2 separate regions of the Gossypium arboreum genome follow, and region 2 is linked to region 1. A link is a contact called in public Hi-C data. All regions are on one chromosome and are shown on one strand. Each heading gives the region's core, a stretch centred on a gene start, on an enhancer-like site or on the middle of the called end of the contact. The rest is flanking DNA. Distances are from core to core; before and after follow the strand shown.

The links. Hi-C and Micro-C count contacts between places; a contact is called where the count stands out from the background.
Region 2: a Hi-C map of leaf shows a contact between it and region 1, with 2.3 times the contacts expected there. The contact joins the promoter of LOC108450252 here to the promoter of LOC108453679 in region 1. A contact is called at or near these places in 2 of 5 Hi-C or Micro-C datasets (both in leaf).

What each region holds. Positions count from the first base shown.
Region 1 is chr5:41,139,689-41,146,017 of ASM2569848v2, reverse strand. It overlaps LOC108453679 (protein SMAX1-LIKE 6-like), which reads right to left and starts at 4,516. Exons shown (of 3, transcript XM_017751932.2): 1 at 2,910-4,516; 2 at 1,952-2,195; 3 at 1-1,554. The coding sequence starts at 4,159.
Region 2 is chr5:41,391,098-41,397,168 of ASM2569848v2, reverse strand. It overlaps LOC108450252 (ferritin-3, chloroplastic-like), which reads left to right and starts at 2,699. Exons shown (of 8, transcript XM_017747787.2): 1 at 2,699-3,428; 2 at 3,520-3,603; 3 at 3,692-3,752; 4 at 4,031-4,118; 5 at 4,456-4,517; 6 at 4,760-4,825; 7 at 4,919-4,982; 8 at 5,066-5,336. The coding sequence starts at 3,127. The coding sequence ends at 5,121. It also overlaps the pseudogene LOC108451421.

The DNA.
Region 1 (6,329 bases), core at 3,267-5,766:
AAATGGCTTGAATACCACATTTTTTACAGATTGACCAAAGAAATCTTGCAACCAATGCATGGGACTCTCATCAACCCAGTCATTGTCAACAGTTGCATCATCAGTGTCCTGCACTTCACTTTCTTCAGCCGGAATGTTCAAATCTAGATTCAAAGATGATGTTCGGTTAGCCCGTTTGGTAATTTCCATCATCTCATGCTGCTCCAGAGTTTCATGAGAGCCAATCAGCTTTCTTTTATTCAAAAAACCCTGCTTAGAGATGCTTTTTCTAGTTGTAACAGGTAACTTCAAGTCTTGGCCAATTATGTTGTCGTCATGCTTGATCACAATCTGCAGTGGCCATCCCTTGGCTCCCAATATTTTATCCTCAGATGTGTGTTGTTTATGACAAACAACTTGAGTTTCCTTAGCTAATGTCGAGGTTGTCACGAATATCGCATTGCTGGTGCTGACTTCTCTTCCATGTGAGTCTGAGAACTTGCCAATTCGGATAGCTTGGCACAAGCAGCTCTGAACCTGAATATCAGCTTTATCCACATTTTCAAGGAAGACAACTGACAAGGGCTTTTTGCTTAACTCCTCAGCAATACAGTCAACCACAGTCTTTCCTCTGAACCTTAAATCATAATTCACTTCCTGGGAATTGAAGAGCAACTGTGTATGCATCAACCCCCCATCTTGGCAACTTAGATCCATGCCAATGAAATTTTCTCTGCTTCCATATACTACGTCTGCAAGTGCAAGAGCAATTTTCCTTTTACCACACCTATCGGGTCCACAGAAATTCAACCATATATCACCTCTTTGACTGGCTCCATGACATTTTTCAGTTCGTGCACGCCCGTTGGCCACTGTTTGGCAAATAACACTTGCAGCTTCATGTTGCCATCCAACCCTTTCGGTGACAGCTGTAAAAAGCTTCTTGAAATCGCTTGGATTAAGCTTTCCACAAAAGTCGGGAGAGAAAGTGGAAGAGGACTGAGAAGGATGGCCAGAGATGTCTCCATTTTTAGCATCAACATTTGCAGGAAGGCAACCTGGGAAGTCCGCCGCAAGCCCTGCATGGTTCTGATTTGAAGGTTTCATCAACGTGTTGCTTGAAGAAACGGAGCATAAACCCAACCCTAAATCAGTTGTCACAGAAGTCACAGATGTAGGAGAGGCTTGACTAACGTCACCTCCACTTGAATTGGACAAACTGCAAGGAGATATGGGTTCAATCGCTTCAAAAACACCTCCTTTGGAAGGCTTTTCCCATAGCTTGTGCAGGACACTTCCATTTCTAGTCTTGGATACTATAGAGGAAGGATTCTCTGATAGTGATGTAGACATCTTTTCATCGGGCGATGCATTTCTATTGTCATTACTATGACCATGAGCATTTTCTTTCTTGTCTTGCACGAAATGAAAGCCCATAACAGTCGGGAATGAAGGGCTTTCTTCATAAGTTTTTGACTCAGGGCCTGGATGAGTGTGATGAAGGCGCTGGCAAATATTGTCCCACTTCTTTTGCAGTCCTGCTACCATAGTGTTTAAAAACTGCCCATCTTTGGTCTGCACTGAAGAGAGACAAACTTGTTTTCACATAAATTTCATAAATTATCCAAACTAAACCGATTAAGATTTGGAGAAAAGGGGCAGGGGCAGGGACAGGGTTGGGTAGATTTAGTGAATAAAACATGGAAACCCTTGATCAACACAACAGATCTGGTGAACAACAGACATTTTAAAACCGGTATAAGCGTATGCTGTGGGTGTATGCAAATGATGTCCATCTTTTGAGATTGGCGGCAAATGAATCAGGTTAGGAATATACTTGAGTAGTAATAATAGGGATTGAAAGTTGAAACCGATGGTTCTCTTAATACTCCGGGTCCCCACCACAGATATTTGAAACAAAAGAATATGAACATAAAATAAGCACGTGAAGCATAGACGAACGGACACACACCTTCAAATCTAATCCCTTGTTTGCACCAAGCTCTGTCATCTGCAACCAAGAAGGCAAAGTAGATTGGCACTGATCTGCCACGGAAACATTGAAACCTCCCTTTGAAATTTCAATTACTTCCTGTTCGCACTTCTCATTGCATAGATGACAGCGGGGTAAATGTTGATACGAGCTGCTTAAGGACCCCTTTGACTCAGAAGGTGTAGCAAAGAACCCACCAAATGGAACAAATGACTCCATCAACCTGTAGTTACATAAACTATGAGATCAGGTCGAATTAAATACGAAGACAGCCATGGAAATCAAAGGAATCAATAAACGCAAAGGAAAAAAAATAAGTGATGCTGCATAACAACAAAAAGAATGAAACAGATAAAGTGGATACCAACATTCCACTACTATAGCATTCAGCACCTTAAATAAATTTAAAATTATAAAAGTATCAGTTAGGCTTATGTAAGTGTTTCATCCAATAACCATGCACTAACCAAATAATCAACCTTTATGAAACGCGTCATTACCCACTGCAAACAACTTAATATCTTTAAAATCATTTTAAACTCTTATTATTTTTATTTAAATTCAAAAATGTTAACACAGCAACAACGTAGCAGTGCTTTAAGTTGCAAATTCAGCTTAAATCACAAATCACATCCCCTCTAAATCCCAGGTTTCACCATGGTGAATATTGTACGCCAACCAGTGCAACTCTGGAAAAGGTTATGACTTAAAAGAGTTACACAACAAAGCATCAGTTTTAAATCAAGATTACCCAATCCTTAAATCCCTCAAACTCGACCGTAGGACAAATAAAGAGCTCTCTAAACACAAGATAAGTATACTTGACCAAAAAAAAATTAGTTAAAAGCATTCAGAATAACGACCAAAAATATCATGCCAACATAAAAGATAGTATAAAATAAAATCTCCAAGAAAATTGATAATTCAATTTACATACCTGGACTTGGGATAAGACTGAGCCAATGAATTCCTAACCGAAGTTATAGGCAAAATCTGCAAATCCCAGTCTTTTTCAACTGAAGGAAACCTACTTAGAAACCTCAAATATGTCTGGTAACTTGTTGCAGCTCCCAGCAGCCAGAGTTTCCCTCCATAAACTTGTAATAACCTCGTTAACTGTCCAACTACATAACTAACCCCATCTTCATCCACAACCTTGTCGTCGTCGTCGTCGTCATCATCATCATCATCATCTTTTTCACTCTTGTCACTGACAAGATTTTTCAGATCCCCGTAATTCACCACCAACCCGGATCCGGATCCTTCAACTTCCCGACCCATTTCTTCAAATTTTAAATCCATCTCCCCTTTATTAAAGCCTTGATTAGTAGTGCACTTGGAAATATAATTTTGGATGCAAATTATGTTTAACCCCGAAATACCTTTAATCAAGAAGCCATCTTTTTTTTGGTCCAAACAATCCGTGAAATTGGCGAGTGCATCGTTTGCACATACACCAACAAGTAGTGGATTCCTCCTTCGCGCCAAAACCTCTCCTACTCTCTTACAGTTTTCTTCTCCTCCATAAAAAGATGCAAAACCCGGGAACGGGAAACTGAAGCCGCCATGACATGGAAACCTGGTTTTTTCATAACCCGGATCCGAATTTTCTAGATTGCAAAGAAAAACCGGTGGGCCACGTGGTCGAGAGTATCTTAGGAGATGAGGGAGGGGGCGGATGATTGCCAGCTTGATTTCGGAGCTCCGAAATCCCGCCTCGCCGAAGACCCGACTAACAACAGGGTCATCCAGGATGGATAACATCAAGTGTTGGAGCTCCACTTTGACACACGAGATACTGGAAGGATTTTGCTGCGACATATCGCGATAAAGGTGGAAATTTTCGGGCTGCCTTCGCTGGTTCGCCTGAGACCGCTTTATCGCGGCCATGAGCGAGTTGGAGACGGGCGGGTCGTTGCTGAGTTGACTCGAGGGGACTCGGTCCAATGACACGCTAAGGCAAAGCTCCAACGCTTTGAATTGGAGGCGAGGGGAGTAAGCCGCGTTACGAGCACGTGCACAGGCGTCACGTAACGGGGACGAAGGGAGAGAGAGAAGAGCAGAAACGGCATGGAGCGAGGTCGTTTGCGCGTGTCCCCTCCGTCGCGCGACTCTCACCGCCTCGTCTAGCGCGTGAGCTGCCTCTGGCGTTAAGCATTGCCGCGCTACACTTACCGGCGTAGGCATCGCCGGGTATCATAAAAAGCCAAAAACTTTTTTTTTTCTTGATTAAAAAAGGAAAAAAAGAAGGTAAACTAAAAATATATATTTGTTTGCTTATCAGAAGTGCAAGGGAGAGATTTTTTTTTTTTTTATAAAAGAAAAAGGGACTTTTATGGAGGACAATAGTTAATTAATTATTTATTTATTTTCCCTCTAAAGGGGAACTGTTGGCTGTCTAAGTCGGGGGTTAGTGGGGTCCACTGTGGAGGAGATCATTTGGAACGACAGGTGGTGAATTTAGATTCTCTACTATATACACAAAAGGATTTCCTTTTTCTCTTTTATGCGTATATGCTCCTCTCTACAAATATGATTTCTTTCAATTTTAAACTTGTTAATCAATTGGTTTTTGTTTTTGAAATAATCAACACTTTAATATTTAATATTTTTTTATGGCAAAATAACGACTATAGGACTATTTTTTCTAAAAAACTTAAGGTTTTGGGTCTGTTTTTATTTTAATTAGGGATATAGATCGATTTAGTTATAAAACGCCCTTAATTAGTCGCACTTTGTAAATCCCAACAGTTTTTTTAACTTATCGCCAATGATAAAAAAATTTAAAACCCTAATAGTAACTTTTTTTACCCTATAAATACCCCTCAATTTTTATTTTTTCATTCACATCCTTCTCTCAACTCTCTCAATTCTCTCAAACCCTCTCAAGTCTCTTGTTTTTAAAAATTTTCAATATTTTTATTTAATTAAAATTTTTATTTTTTAAATTATCTCATTTTTATGAATGACCGCCTTTCTAATCCGATTCAACGACAAGTATATTTCCGCTGCCTAATTAGTAATGGTAAAATCGAAATTTAAATTTCGTTAATTTCAATAATGTTAAATTTAATTTTTTATTATAATTATAATTTTTTGTGTAAATAAACAGATGATCCTGTTCTGGATAGTTTCATCCATAATATAAGAAAGCATGTAATTCCTGAAATTCATGGCTACTTGCAAGCGGTTGTTTTCTTACATGCGTCTAGTATGTCCGGGGACTACAAACTCAATTTGCAACTAATTAGCTCATTAGTGGAAAGATGGAAGCCCGAAACACACACTTTCCACCTTCGATGCGGCGAGTGTACAATCACACTCGAAGACATAGCGCTACAATTTGGTTTGCCAGTGGATGGACCAGTCAGCACGGGATCTAGGATAGTTCCGAACAAAGTGACCCTCTGCCAATCACTGTTGAAGAAGGTCCCGGACAAGTTCGAAGGTGGTCGAAAATTGATGAACTAGTTGAAGGATAATTTCGATGAGCTCCCTAAAAACCTTAAAGATCGAACGAAGGAGGTGATACAACAATACACCTAAGCATACATTTTGAGGTTAATCAGGGGAATTTTAATGCACGACAAATCTCAAAATTTGGTGCATGTAAGGTGGCTACTACATCTAGTGGGCTTCAATGGTTGCGTGAAACTAAGTTAGGGATCTACCATATTGTCCACGTTATATCGAGAGATGTGTCGAGCCATGAACCCGAGGTCAACGTCGATCGGTGATTGTTTTCTCCTGCTGTAGTCGTGGGCCTGGTGGAGACTACCGTTTTTACATCTCAATGTGGTCGACCTATAAATGTTCCCCTTGGTGACGAGGTAAACATCATTTATTAACAAATACATAGTTTGTACAATAATTTTTATTATTATATGTTTCGATTAACATATCGCTTGTACAGGTGGAACCATGGGCCGAGCTACATGGGACTGCCTAAGGTAATAAAAGATATTAGGCTGTTGTTAGATCAATGAAGCCGAGGTTAGTTACCTATTCTTTCGAACCTATATTAATTACGTAATTATTCGTAAAAAAGAAATTCATAAATAACGATATTTACAATTTTTCTTATCAGTTTGAATGGATGTCGTACGCCAACACCGATGTCATATCCTGCATTCCATCGGAAGTGTTGCGCAATCAGCAGATGTGGGATGTGAAGGTGTCGTTGATAGTGTACACGAGAGTGGAAATGCACGAAATAAATAGGGTGTTGTGGCAGTTCAAGTGGAGGCAACGAATTTCGCCGCCACCGCAATATCTGAAGGATCTGCACAAGGTGGACATGTGGGGGAAGGACAACATTGACTAGTCGGTGCGACACGTGGAGCACATCGACGTATGG
Region 2 (6,071 bases), core at 1,450-3,949, 250 kb before region 1:
TATATTTTAATTAAGTTTAATAAACTGAATTAAGTTCCATATTATAATTGATCATTTATTTCATAAATTATAAGTTACTTAAAATAATATTAGAAATTATAAATTTCTTCAATAAATTTATAAATAAAAATTATATTTTAAATTTAAATATTAAATTAAATTAAATTTTATGATAAATTAAAAATAATTTTAAAATTTTAAAATAATAAAATTAATTTACATATTATAAAAAATTCTACAATTAATTAAAATCGGTTTCTGTCACCTACTCTTTTCCATTTTCAAGCTTTGTATCTAGTTTTAAATGTATGTGAGAATATGGAGCAAGGGAGAAGAGAATGTATGTGAGAGACCCATTTTCCATTATTTGAAAATTGTAATGTTATTTTTTTAATATTTAAATTAATTTTGTTATTAGGGTTTTTAATATATATAAAATAAAAGATTAATTAACAAAATAGATAGGGTTGTTGATTAATTAGTGAAATAGTTGAAGTTAGCAGTTGGAGCACCCAACTTCAAAGTCCGCACCTTCTGTGTGTATATCTTTTCAGCTCAAATAAAAAATGGGAAAATATCATAAATAGTCCCCATATTTTATCAAACTTTCATAATAATTAATTTTAGTTGGTTTCAATTCTTTTTCAGTTTCAATACAATATTAATAGGTTTCAAGCCAAAAACTAGGTGAGAGCTACAAATAAATATGGCTTTACTAATTTTCTTTTTAAAAGAATTTATCTTGAATATTTGATAAAATAATGAGGGACCATTTGTGATCTTATTTCACTGTTAGTCCAAAGCATAGAAACAAGTTGTTCTTACTCTCAACTAAAAGAAAAGAATAATATCAAAATATTCCCTCATAATTTTATTTCAATTTCAAGATAATTTTTTAAAATAAGAAATTAATAAAATTAATGTCATATTTACTTGTAGTTCCTACCAAAATCTTGACTTTAACTTATCAATATTGTATTGAAACTAGGAAAAAATAATTGAAACTAACTAAAATTAGTTATTATGAAAGTTTGATAAAATATGAGAACCATTTATAATATTTTCCCATTATATATATATATATAAGACGCCAACATTGAAGTTGGGTTCTTCAAGTGCCTACTTTAATTATTTTACTAATTAATCTACAATCCCATCTATATTGATAATTAATCTTTTTATTTCATGAAAAAAGGTAAATAATATTATTTAATTTGTGCATTTAATTTATAATATTATTTAAGTAAGTTCAATTTATAAAAATAAAAAATTCATTGGAGCTGATTTCACATTACCTTAGAAATTATAAAATCAATATTAGTAAAGCGACTTTATTTTTATTTTTATTATTTTTCAACTGATTTGACAGGTATTAATTGAATGATGAAATGATTGATGGTTAAGATTATGTCTATTAGTTTAAAAATTAGAGATTTTATCAAAAACATATAAAATAAGAAATCATTTTCGAAAATAATATGGGTTAAAGATTGTTTTTAATGTGTTATCTTTTATTTAAAGTTGAAAATGAATTATAAATAATTATAAATATTGTGTTAAAAAATAAATAATAAACTCAAAAAAATTGCTGGAAAAATTGAGAAAGAAAACACTTTAATTCTATGTTTAAGTCGTGCATATTAAGAAAACATATTTAGATGCATCCAATGTTTTTAAATTCAAGGAAGAGTCAAAACTGTTAAATTATTGGTCGGTCAATTAAAATAATTCATCGATTCAATTGATGCAGTTATAAATAAAAATTAAAAGTTTAAATTTTTTAAAAAATATTTAGTTCAATTTTTATTCAATTAATTTTTAGTCAATTTAATCTGTTAATATTAGTTCCCAATTTAATAGGATCAAAATCTTTCTCTGAACTAATACCTCGACTAGTTTAGTCCGATTCTAATATCTTTGAATGCATCTTCAACTCTAATTGACTGTTTTATATGACAAATTGAAACATGTTAATTTTTTTAATTTTATTCTTTTTACTTTATTAAAATTGAGAAGTTAGCCCTCTTATTTTATAGATGAATCAATCATCTTGCTCTAATTTATCAAATTTTGATTTTATACTTTATAAAAGTAAAAAATTAATCTAGTTATTGGTAAACATAATAACTTGAATTGTTATTTTATATTAATTTATTACATAGAAATTACTAAATTGTTAATTTCTTACTTATAAATTGCTTTTAATTTATTTTCAAAGTCAACAATTTAATAATAAGGTTAAAAATTTCATAAAATATAAAGATAAACTTATAATAATTTAAAACAGTTAAATTAATTTATTGATTTCGTAAGGTAGAGAGATAAAATTAAAATTATTGTAAATAAAAGTCATAATCACTTACCAAACTCCAAAACCACACCCACTTTAGTGAAAAGAGTTCCTTCTTGCTCAAATTTTCTAGATATGTTAATATTTTGTTTATTTTAATAAAAATACAAATTAAATTGTTAAGATGGAATGAATATCATTTGCGTCTCGTCTTGTCATAAGTTGGGCACTTAATTTTTTTTCTTTTAAATTCTATCATTATGCCACGCCGACTTTTACTTTGGAAAACATATTAATTTGATTATTTTAGAAATATTTTCTTATTTTGAAAAAAAAATCCCTTGGAAATTATTTATATTGTTTGGATAGAAGAACCTAAGTTACCTAACCCCTCTTAAAGTACAGAACAGACAAAAAAGACTCTTATAGAAGAACGTTTTAACTATCCTCAAAGTAGAGATAGACTAAGGACTAAACAAAGAAGAGATTAAAAGAAGATTGCTGCAATAATTATAAAGGAAAGGTAGCTTTCCAGGATCACAAATACAAAATTCCCTGTGAACTATTTCACAGTACACAGAGATACCTCCAAATCAACCTCGAGTGACGAACCTGCCTGCCTGCCTGCCTGCCTGCCACGCTCCCTTCGCTCAACCTGCTCATCTTCACCCTCCACGTTTCATCCCATCCCTCTCTCACGCTTTTACTTTGCTTTCCTAATCTCACCTCTCTTTCCTTTCTGCTGCTGCTTCAGCTGTTTGCATTTGAAAAACTCTGTTTTCCTTTTTTTTCCTTTTCATCAAAAGCTTGGGTTTCTTTTTCTTCTTTTTTGCGCCATGTTGCTGAAAGCTGCTCCAGCTTTTTCTTCGTTAAATCCTCAACTGGAAAATCAGGGTGCCCTGTTTTCCCCTTTTTCTTCTTCGTTTAATCATCAGCTATCTTCTCCAAGAAATGGACCTGGGTCTCTTGTAGTTTGTGCAGCCAAAGGAGCCAACCACAAGCCACTAACTGGTGTTGTTTTCCAGCCCTTTGTGGAAGTGAAAAAGGAACTCGATCTTGTCCCCTCCGTGCCTCAACTTTCTCTGGCTCGCCAAAAGTTCACTGATGACTGTGAAGCTTCCATCAACGAACAAATCAAGTGGGATCTTTTCTTTTTAGATTTTTAAGAATGAATTCTGAATGATTTCGTGATTGTGTCGATATTTACTAATGTCTGGTGCATTTGACAGTGTCGAATACAATGTTTCCTATGTGTATCATGCTATGTTTGCTTACTTCGATAGGGACAACGTTGCACTCAAGGGTCTTGCCAAGTAATTCTTGTTGAAAATTCTTGATTTTGCTGAGCCCTTTTAGCTCCCCTTTTCGGTGTTAAGCTCACATCAGCCTTCCTCGTAATAGGTTCTTCAAGGAATCGAGTTTAGAAGAGAGAGAACATGCTGAGAAATTTATGGAATACCAGGTTTTCTATTCATTTTGCTTAGATCACAGTATGTGATTTTACTTTTGAAATTGTATGTATTATCATCATCATAATTATGTATTCTATTTATGTACCTCGGTAAAAAAAAAAAATTAGAGTTACAATTTATTTAGAAATTTTCTATTTTGGATTATAAGAAAACTGTCATGAAAGGGTTTTCCGTTTTTATTTATTTTTTGTTTTTGCTTATTTTTGCTATTTTTTTGTTTATGGCATTGTTTCCCAAATTGGTTTTTTTTTTTTTCTATTGTTATCAGAACAAACGAGGTGGAAAAGTGAAGCTGCAGTCCATAGTGATGCCCCTCTCTGAGTTTGATCATGCAGAGAAAGGAGATGCATTATACGGTAAGTTGATATTACCAAAGCTACGTTTGTGTTTGGTTTGGTAAACAGTGCTTTCATTTCTTATTTGGTTGCCTTCTTTTTCTACCTTCAGATACTACATATCCACGTGTAACAATACAATGAGATATATAGTAACCATGGTAGTACGTTTGTAAATTTGTATGGTTGGTGGGAAGAGATATTTCTTGAACATTCACTTGGAAGTATTGTGAATTTTGTTCATTAATCACCCCGTTGTCTTTCTTCATGCTGAATTGTACTGCATGACAATGTGATATTAGTCAAATTAGCATGGTATATGTGATTGAAGCTAATTGTATCTAATTCTTTGGTTCAGCAATGGAGCTTGCCTTGTCCCTGGAGAAACTAACAAGTGAAAAGCTCTTTAACCTACGTAATGTGAGACTCTCTCTGTCTATATATATACATAGATGATAAATTATTTTGTCCTGTTTTCTATTTGCACTTATGAATTTTGATTTAAACATATTAATAGGGTCTAGGGTCTCATTAATTAGGTTTACGAAATTATTGGACAAAAACGTTGTTTAACAGACTGTTGCTTTTACATTTTGCATGTTTCTAAGATGATGGTAAACAGTTTTGTTTGAAGTGCTAATAGTGAAGGCTTTGGTAAACAGGTAGCCGTGCGGAACCATGATGTGCAGTTAACGGATTTCATTGAAGGCGAATTCTTAGCTGAGCAGGTATAATACAATTTTTGGTCTCCATAAAATTTGCTTTTACTGATGAATGATAAAAAAAAATAATGGGTAATTCCTGGTTTGCTTTCTATTTAGGTGGAGGCCATCAAGAAAATATCAGAATATGTAGCTCAATTGAGAAGAGTTGGAAAAGGACACGGTATGAATTTAAACTTCTCCATTGTCATCAAAATATAGAGAAGTTCCATCTTTAACTCTATGCTACCATGGTTTTCATCGCAGGGGTGTGGCACTTCGATCAAATGCTTCTTCGTGAGGGAGAGGAAGCTATTGCATGAAGCCCCAACTTGCTGCTTCGTTCCATGTCAAAAGTTTGTGCATAAGGTCTTATTTCAGTAGTTCTTTGTTTATATATTTTGGCTGTACGTTGAAAGAGAGTGCCGGATCTTTGGTTTGATGATAAAAGCTCGTAAGGGATATATTTTTAGTAGTCCTTTTAATCGAAGTAGTTATAGATTCGTGGATTTCCTATATAGGTATTTTTCTTCTCCAAGATCCTTCCTTCTGTGTTTTTTCTTTTAAATTTGCCCTAGCGACGTTTATGACAGTTTGTCAGTTTTCTTCGGTTTATATCCTGCAGCAACGGCAGATTGCCAATAGGAAAAGTTTTGATGATTTGAAGTTTCCTTTTGATTTTTAAGGGGAAAGTAAAAAGGGTCAATGACCATTTACCTGTAAAAGGTCAGTAACACAGTACGCGGTCTTCGTCTCATCCATGAAAACATCATCTTATAGCTGCTAAGCAAAATCCAATCATTATCAGTGGCTTTCTTCAATCAATGGGTGAAGGTTTTGTGCTGAGGGTTACAGCTACTAAGTAAAAAAGTAAAACTATAATCGGTCTGATGTAGATGTTTTTCGTTGGTGTATTTACTTGTCAGTCCCGTTCCAAAGCCAGATGGAAACAAAAATAATTACTACCAAAAAATACAATTATTTACTCGTGAAAACGTCCCCAAAAATACCCTCTTCTTTTAACAAATACAACACTACGGCACATATCGCACCCGACTCATTGAATAGTATCATTCCAACTTGGTAGAAAAGGAAAGGGCGAAAGAAACTTCTGAAGACGCCTAAGACTTCTAATTGAACTAGGATGTCCTTCCCCTTTTCCCTCATAGCAACATGTATCCCTCCAACTAAAATGTACAACCAAACCTGATACCGACTGACTTAATAGCTTCCCATTGGTGGCATGCCAAAAGGTGGCATTGGGGGCATCCCC